Regions from separate parts of the Mus musculus genome. Here region 1 is linked to region 2. The links are chromatin contacts, called in public capture Hi-C maps. All regions are on one chromosome and are shown on one strand. Each heading gives the region's core, a stretch centred on a gene start, on an enhancer-like site or on the middle of the called end of the contact. The rest is flanking DNA. Distances are from core to core; before and after follow the strand shown. Region 1 overlaps Camk2d (calcium/calmodulin-dependent protein kinase II, delta). Region 2 overlaps Camk2d (calcium/calmodulin-dependent protein kinase II, delta).

Region 1 (2,700 bases), core at 12-2,511, 150 kb before region 2:
CCTTCCTTATTTTTAAGAGACCTCAGTATTTTTATTTGTAGAAATTCAAATAAAAGAATCAATAAGCCTACAGTCCTAGAATTCTAAGAATTAATAGGAGGGAAAAGAGTTCAGGGCTCAAAATGGCACTTAATCACTGAACCTAAGCTGTGTTAATACTTTTTAAGATTATTTATATAATGTTAGATATATAGTATAAATGTAAAATATCATGTATGATCAAAGTGTACTGAAAATCATAAATCTTAAAGTCAAGTTAAATTCCATGCCCATTCCCTGGGGTATGGAAATAAAGCACGTTACTTATTGTTAACGTTAGCAAACTATTCCTTTCTGAAAGACAGGAATTTATCAGTTTCAAGGATATGTTAGGAGCTGAATGGAGGCTGTGGTAGAGGAAGCACTTGGATTCATGTATGGAACGAGTCCACATATTGCTTGAGTGTTTGCCTTTCCGGGCATAACTGCAGCTGAACAGTCATTAGAAACTGTGTGGCTCTTTCTTCATCTTCTCCAACAGCTTTACTCACCTTTAGGTCCCGATGGACTACGCCCATCTGATGGCAGTGTAGCACAGCCTCCAGGATCTGCTGAATGCAATGACTGCATGCAAACACCAGGGGGCGTGTGTTAGTTCCCAAGCTTACACTCACTGTCTGTATACCCTCAGAGAGACCGGGTTAGAGAGCAAAGCTAGCAGACAACTTGTGTTGTGGTTGACCTCCTTCAGTAATAGAAACACATTGCTCAAGGAGAATGACTACTACCTCGGAACAGTGAGGATATGACCAGCCAAGAGCCATGATGAGAATCTATGTGGACAATATCATTTTGTTCTAGAGCTCATTTCCTGGTTATAAATTCTTCCAGAAAACGAACAGGAACACAAATGTTATCTCTGTAGTTGTGGTATGCTATCACTTTATCCACATAAAATCTTTGCCAATTCTTTCCCATTTTTCAAGTATGGTTCTAAAAGTCCCAATAGCACACAAGGCACCATTGGATTTAAGTGAGGACGCGTCATGAATTTTTGACAATCATGGACTTCTTGAGCTGCATGCAGTCTAGCTGGCAATCATTACCCTTTGCCTGGGGTTTGTCAGGCTCAGGTGAGCAATGTGTAGCCAGTCGTCCTGCTTCAGCAACCCATGGCCTCAGAACAGAAGTGGTGTTTAAATCTACAGGCGGACATACATCACAGACCAAGTTCATTCCAGGCCAATGCTGGACAATTCAGGAAAGCCTGCCCTCTAATCGCCTCTGGTAATTTACTGCTTGGAAACGGCGTGCCGTATTGATGTTGTTCTTCCCTTCCTGCTATGATGTATATGTAGCCTGTAGATGAGCAAACTGAAAAGGCAGCATGCATTGTCATTCATTATTCATTTCAAGATAGAGTTGGGAAAGGCATTTTGAACACCATTTGAAATGCAGCCCCCCGACCTCTGCCCTTTCCCCAGAAGAATAAAACCAAAGAAACTTCTTTGATTCAGATTTATGGACTCCATATACTGACCTTCAGGTCCCTGTGAACTATGCCATTTAGGTGACAATGATTTACACTCTCTAGAATCTGTTGTATACAATGACTGCAAAGATACAAGGGCAGAATGGGAGGGAGAACATTTTAAAGGCACATAATCACATTGGATTAAAAAAAATAAATAAAATGAAGGTTCCAACAAAACAAAACAAAACAAACAAACAAAATTATATTTATTCACACTTTTCTTAGCTTTACACCAGCATTTAAATAACGTTGAATAAAGCTAAATCTGATTTTTACTAAAATGACATCCAACATAGAATTTGTGACATAGTCAGACAAAACAATTTAAGCTGTGCTTCCTCTTGTTGGTCTACAGATAAAAGCAGAGGTGAGAGAAATTGAGGTTCATATTCTGAAAGGAAATTGGATGCTTTAGTTCCCAAAATGGTCTGGAAAGATTATCTAGAGATGCCCAATTTCCATGTGCTTGTCATACACAATCCAAACTGTTTGAGATCTGAGGTCACAAGCAAACGGGTTGAAACGAGAGGGTAGACACAGACGAAGTGGTAAGTGAAACAGGGATTTCAAAAAAAGAGGAAGGACACACGTACCAGTGATTTAGAAGGGGTGCTTCCTGTACGACACAGGGATAAGAAAATGAATGCAAGCTCCAAGAGGAGACGGGGGAACAAAGTTGACCCATGACATAAAATAAACTGCTTACTGTAAGAAGACTCTGGGGAGGGGCAGAGGAGCTTACAAAGAAGTTTAAGATCCTCTGGGGAACTGGTAACTGTGAACTCTATTTCCACCCACCCACTCTAGAGAAGGACCCTTTACTTATTGCCATGTTAAAAGGCACCAAGGATGCTACTCTTACTAGACGCTTACTAATTTCGTCAGCTGCTAATCAGATTAGAGTAAATCTTTTGCCTGGCAGCCCCAAGTCCCCAATAAGCTGTCACCTGACACACAATAACGCAGAACACACCACACTGACACGTCTTTGTACACATTGACTGTGCAGTTCAAACCCAAGTACAAACTAAAGGGTGTCCTCTGAATCAAGGAAAAGTGGAAACCTGATAACATTATCAGCCACTTGGATGACATTCTACAGCAAATTACTGAACTGCATAAAAGCAATCACTGTCCCATTCTTAACAATACAAATATCAAAAATGCCCATGACAACTGTGATTTTT
Region 2 (2,700 bases), core at 57-2,556:
TCTAGTAATTTATCAGTCATCGTGAGGATATAAAATTAAAATTGTTTCTAGTTGCAAAAGGCTTTGGAATGCAATCTAAATGTCATTGCTGTTGCTGTTATTAATGTTTGTGGAGACTAAAAAAAAAATAACACCAATACATAATGCTCTTTTCCTAAGTGCTATGTAATATTATGTTCATTAATCAAGTTATCCCTAGCTTGCTATTTTCTAAGGATAGAAGCAAGCAGTGCTTCAAATCATGAAAATTATCTGAGTAAGGATTTCTGCTCCATCCTACAAGTTCTACCCCTTGTTTTAAGTCCACAGATTCCTGGGAAAATACTTAATGACTGACATGAGACTTGTGCCCCACTCCTTCCCTCTGACCCCTCTGGATGACAAGAAGTGGGTCATTCTACTTTCTAGTCTATAGTCTAGGCACCTAGGAGTAACAACATCTTTCTCCTTACGGTCAAAGCAATCCACTGCTGGGGGATTACACTGGTGTTTCCTGTGTTAAAGGTTAAATTATTTTGGATTCAATAAGACTTTTTAATGAATCTGCCTTAAATCACAAGTGTATTAATTCACAGAGGTGTCAGTTACAAGTAGTTCACAGAGTTTATTAGTATGAACTGAAGGCTGCCAGGAGTAATTAAATTGCAAAGGCCTTGCACAATTTGAGAGCTTGCTGACCCGAATAACTTTTGACTTTCCTAGTCTGTCCTGGTCGAGCTATCACATGATGTGAACTCACATAATGGGAATCAGGTAAGAGATATGATAACCATACTCACAGCAGAGATTTCAGTTCAAGCCTAATGTTTGTTCCACTAGACTTTCCATTTAAGATTGTAAATTTTTTTTGCATTCTATACTTTCTTAAATTATTTGAAGTTTGACTTTTCACACATTCAAACAAAAGAAGCTGAACTTTGAATTTTTTCTGCCCTTGGAGCTTAAGTTCATTCCATGTATTTGGAACTATAGGTATCTCTTCTGTGCTGTGCATCACGTAAAATACACACATCTACCTAGCATATATACATGGATATTAATAAAAGACAGGACTGGTTACCGCTTACAAGTGAGTTCAGACCAACAGTAAACATTCACACAAACATACAGCCTAAACGAACGAAGCGAAAGACTCCGTGTATGTTGTGACAAGTCACTGTGAGATGCTCCGAAGCAGAGCAGGAACCCTGCATGGGCAGAAAGTACAAAGCTGGGCCCTAATGGCAGATGGTGTGATGGGCGATCCACAGCCAGAACCATTCCATGGAATGGGGCTTCTGAGCGATTTCAAATGAGTCTCAGTATTTCTCCTTGACCTGTGACAGCTGCATGGTGTTTAGGGAAGGACTCCTGAGCCCCTGATGCCTCTGACACATTAAATGTCTGGTCACAAAGACCACAAAGGAAGCATCGAAGAGGAACTAGAGGCTGGTTCAACCTAAAAGCCCATTCTCAGCAAATACAAATCCCCTTCAATGGCTAAACTGAGCCCCTTTCCTGCCTTCTTCAGCTGAGTTTGTTTTCTATATGCTCCAGTTTTTCAAATGAAAAGTCAACGTGCTAGACACGTGCGCGAATTATAACACCAATGCTAAAACTATTGGAAATTGCTACTTCATCTATTGAAATCTTAGTTACAAGTCTAAAAGCAGAACTGTGGGGATGGGAGTCATTGCTTGGTGTGTTCTCACAGAAAGAGAAAAGGCCGAGTCATCTTTTTATGAACGTAGACGCATAAAAGCCCTGCTCAAACCTGTGGCTTCTCCAGTATGGGATTCTATAAATTCCTCTTCATAAACTGATTATTTGACAGATTCACTTTGTTCATGACTCAACAATGGGAAGCCAAGGGCCAGGCCAAACATGTGCAAAGGAGAGCACGTGTTCAACTTGCCTTTACATGAAAGGATGCTATTTTTAAGGAAACAACAACCTTAAGTTTTAAATAGGAGGAATCTCACCTAAGTTCTGTAATACACAGAGAGCATACGATTTCTTAACACTCGCTGTTAACTTTTTAAATAGACATTGAATATTTATTTCAGCACTAGGCTAGGATATAAAATAAAGTCTGTATACACAAACTCCTAGGAAACAATACAGACAACCAAGTATATCTTAAACATCTTATTTGGGATATTGGTAACAAGTGATTATTAATTTAATTCACTTGTTTCTAATTGTTTTTCCTCTTAGCTTTTTGTAAATAAAATTTTAAATGAGCATGGAAAACCCTCTGCTGATTCTTACTTCAGAGTGGACTCCAGAGGAAAAGTTACAGAAGTGTTTAGTGCAGAATGCCTTTAAAACTTGCAGAACCCTGCATCATTCTCTAGTTAGAGAATATCCGAGAATATGCTAGGCTGCCCTTCTACTTGGGTGCAGAGATTTCACAGATTTTATCATTCCATAGTAACTTTTCTGAATATGTAGCATACACGGATATTCATGAGCATGTCGATTGAACAGTGCCAATTGTTCAGGACTCTGGGTTGATGGCAGGAGAGAGGAAACCTGAAATATTAATGCCAAAGTGGCTTCCTGTGCAGGACCAGCTGCAGCCCAGAAGGTTGGGCATTAAAACTGGCACCTTCATGATTGACACCAGAAAACCGACAAGAGAACATACTCTACTAGGGCCACATTTCTTGAAATGCATGGGCTCATTGAGTAAAAAGAAAAATAAGGAAAGGGGAAGAG

The links. Capture Hi-C pulls out chosen DNA fragments and counts their contacts.
Region 1: a contact with region 2 is called in a capture Hi-C map of bone marrow-derived macrophages, with 2.6 times the contacts expected there. The contact joins two enhancer-like sites. A contact is called at or near these places in 1 of 15 datasets of contacts at CTCF or cohesin (the NIH/3T3 cell line), 5 of 484 Hi-C or Micro-C datasets (bone marrow-derived macrophages, embryonic fibroblasts, myocytes and 2 more), 5 of 115 datasets of contacts at active chromatin or transcription factors (the 230-238 cell line, bone marrow-derived macrophages, cardiomyocytes and 2 more) and 4 of 9 other capture datasets (adipose tissue, bone marrow-derived macrophages, liver and 1 more).

The regions. Positions count from the first base shown.
Region 1 is chr3:126,769,677-126,772,376 of GRCm38.p6, reverse strand. It overlaps Camk2d (calcium/calmodulin-dependent protein kinase II, delta), which reads right to left. Exons shown (of 21, transcript NM_001346635.1): 6 at 1,520-1,592. Among named protein-coding and RNA genes, the nearest start is that of Gm15551, 100 kb to the right of the region's middle. Within about 2 kb of position 1,261, at least 49 of the 459 cell types and tissues checked have an H3K27ac peak or open chromatin away from gene starts, as enhancers often do. A contact at or near this core is called in bone marrow-derived macrophages, where this site is marked.
Region 2 is chr3:126,624,372-126,627,071 of GRCm38.p6, reverse strand. The region is part of intron 2 of Camk2d (calcium/calmodulin-dependent protein kinase II, delta); the gene reads right to left. Among named protein-coding and RNA genes, the nearest start is that of Camk2d, 29 kb to the right of the region's middle. Within about 2 kb of position 1,306, at least 49 of the 459 cell types and tissues checked have an H3K27ac peak or open chromatin away from gene starts, as enhancers often do. A contact at or near this core is called in bone marrow-derived macrophages, where this site is marked.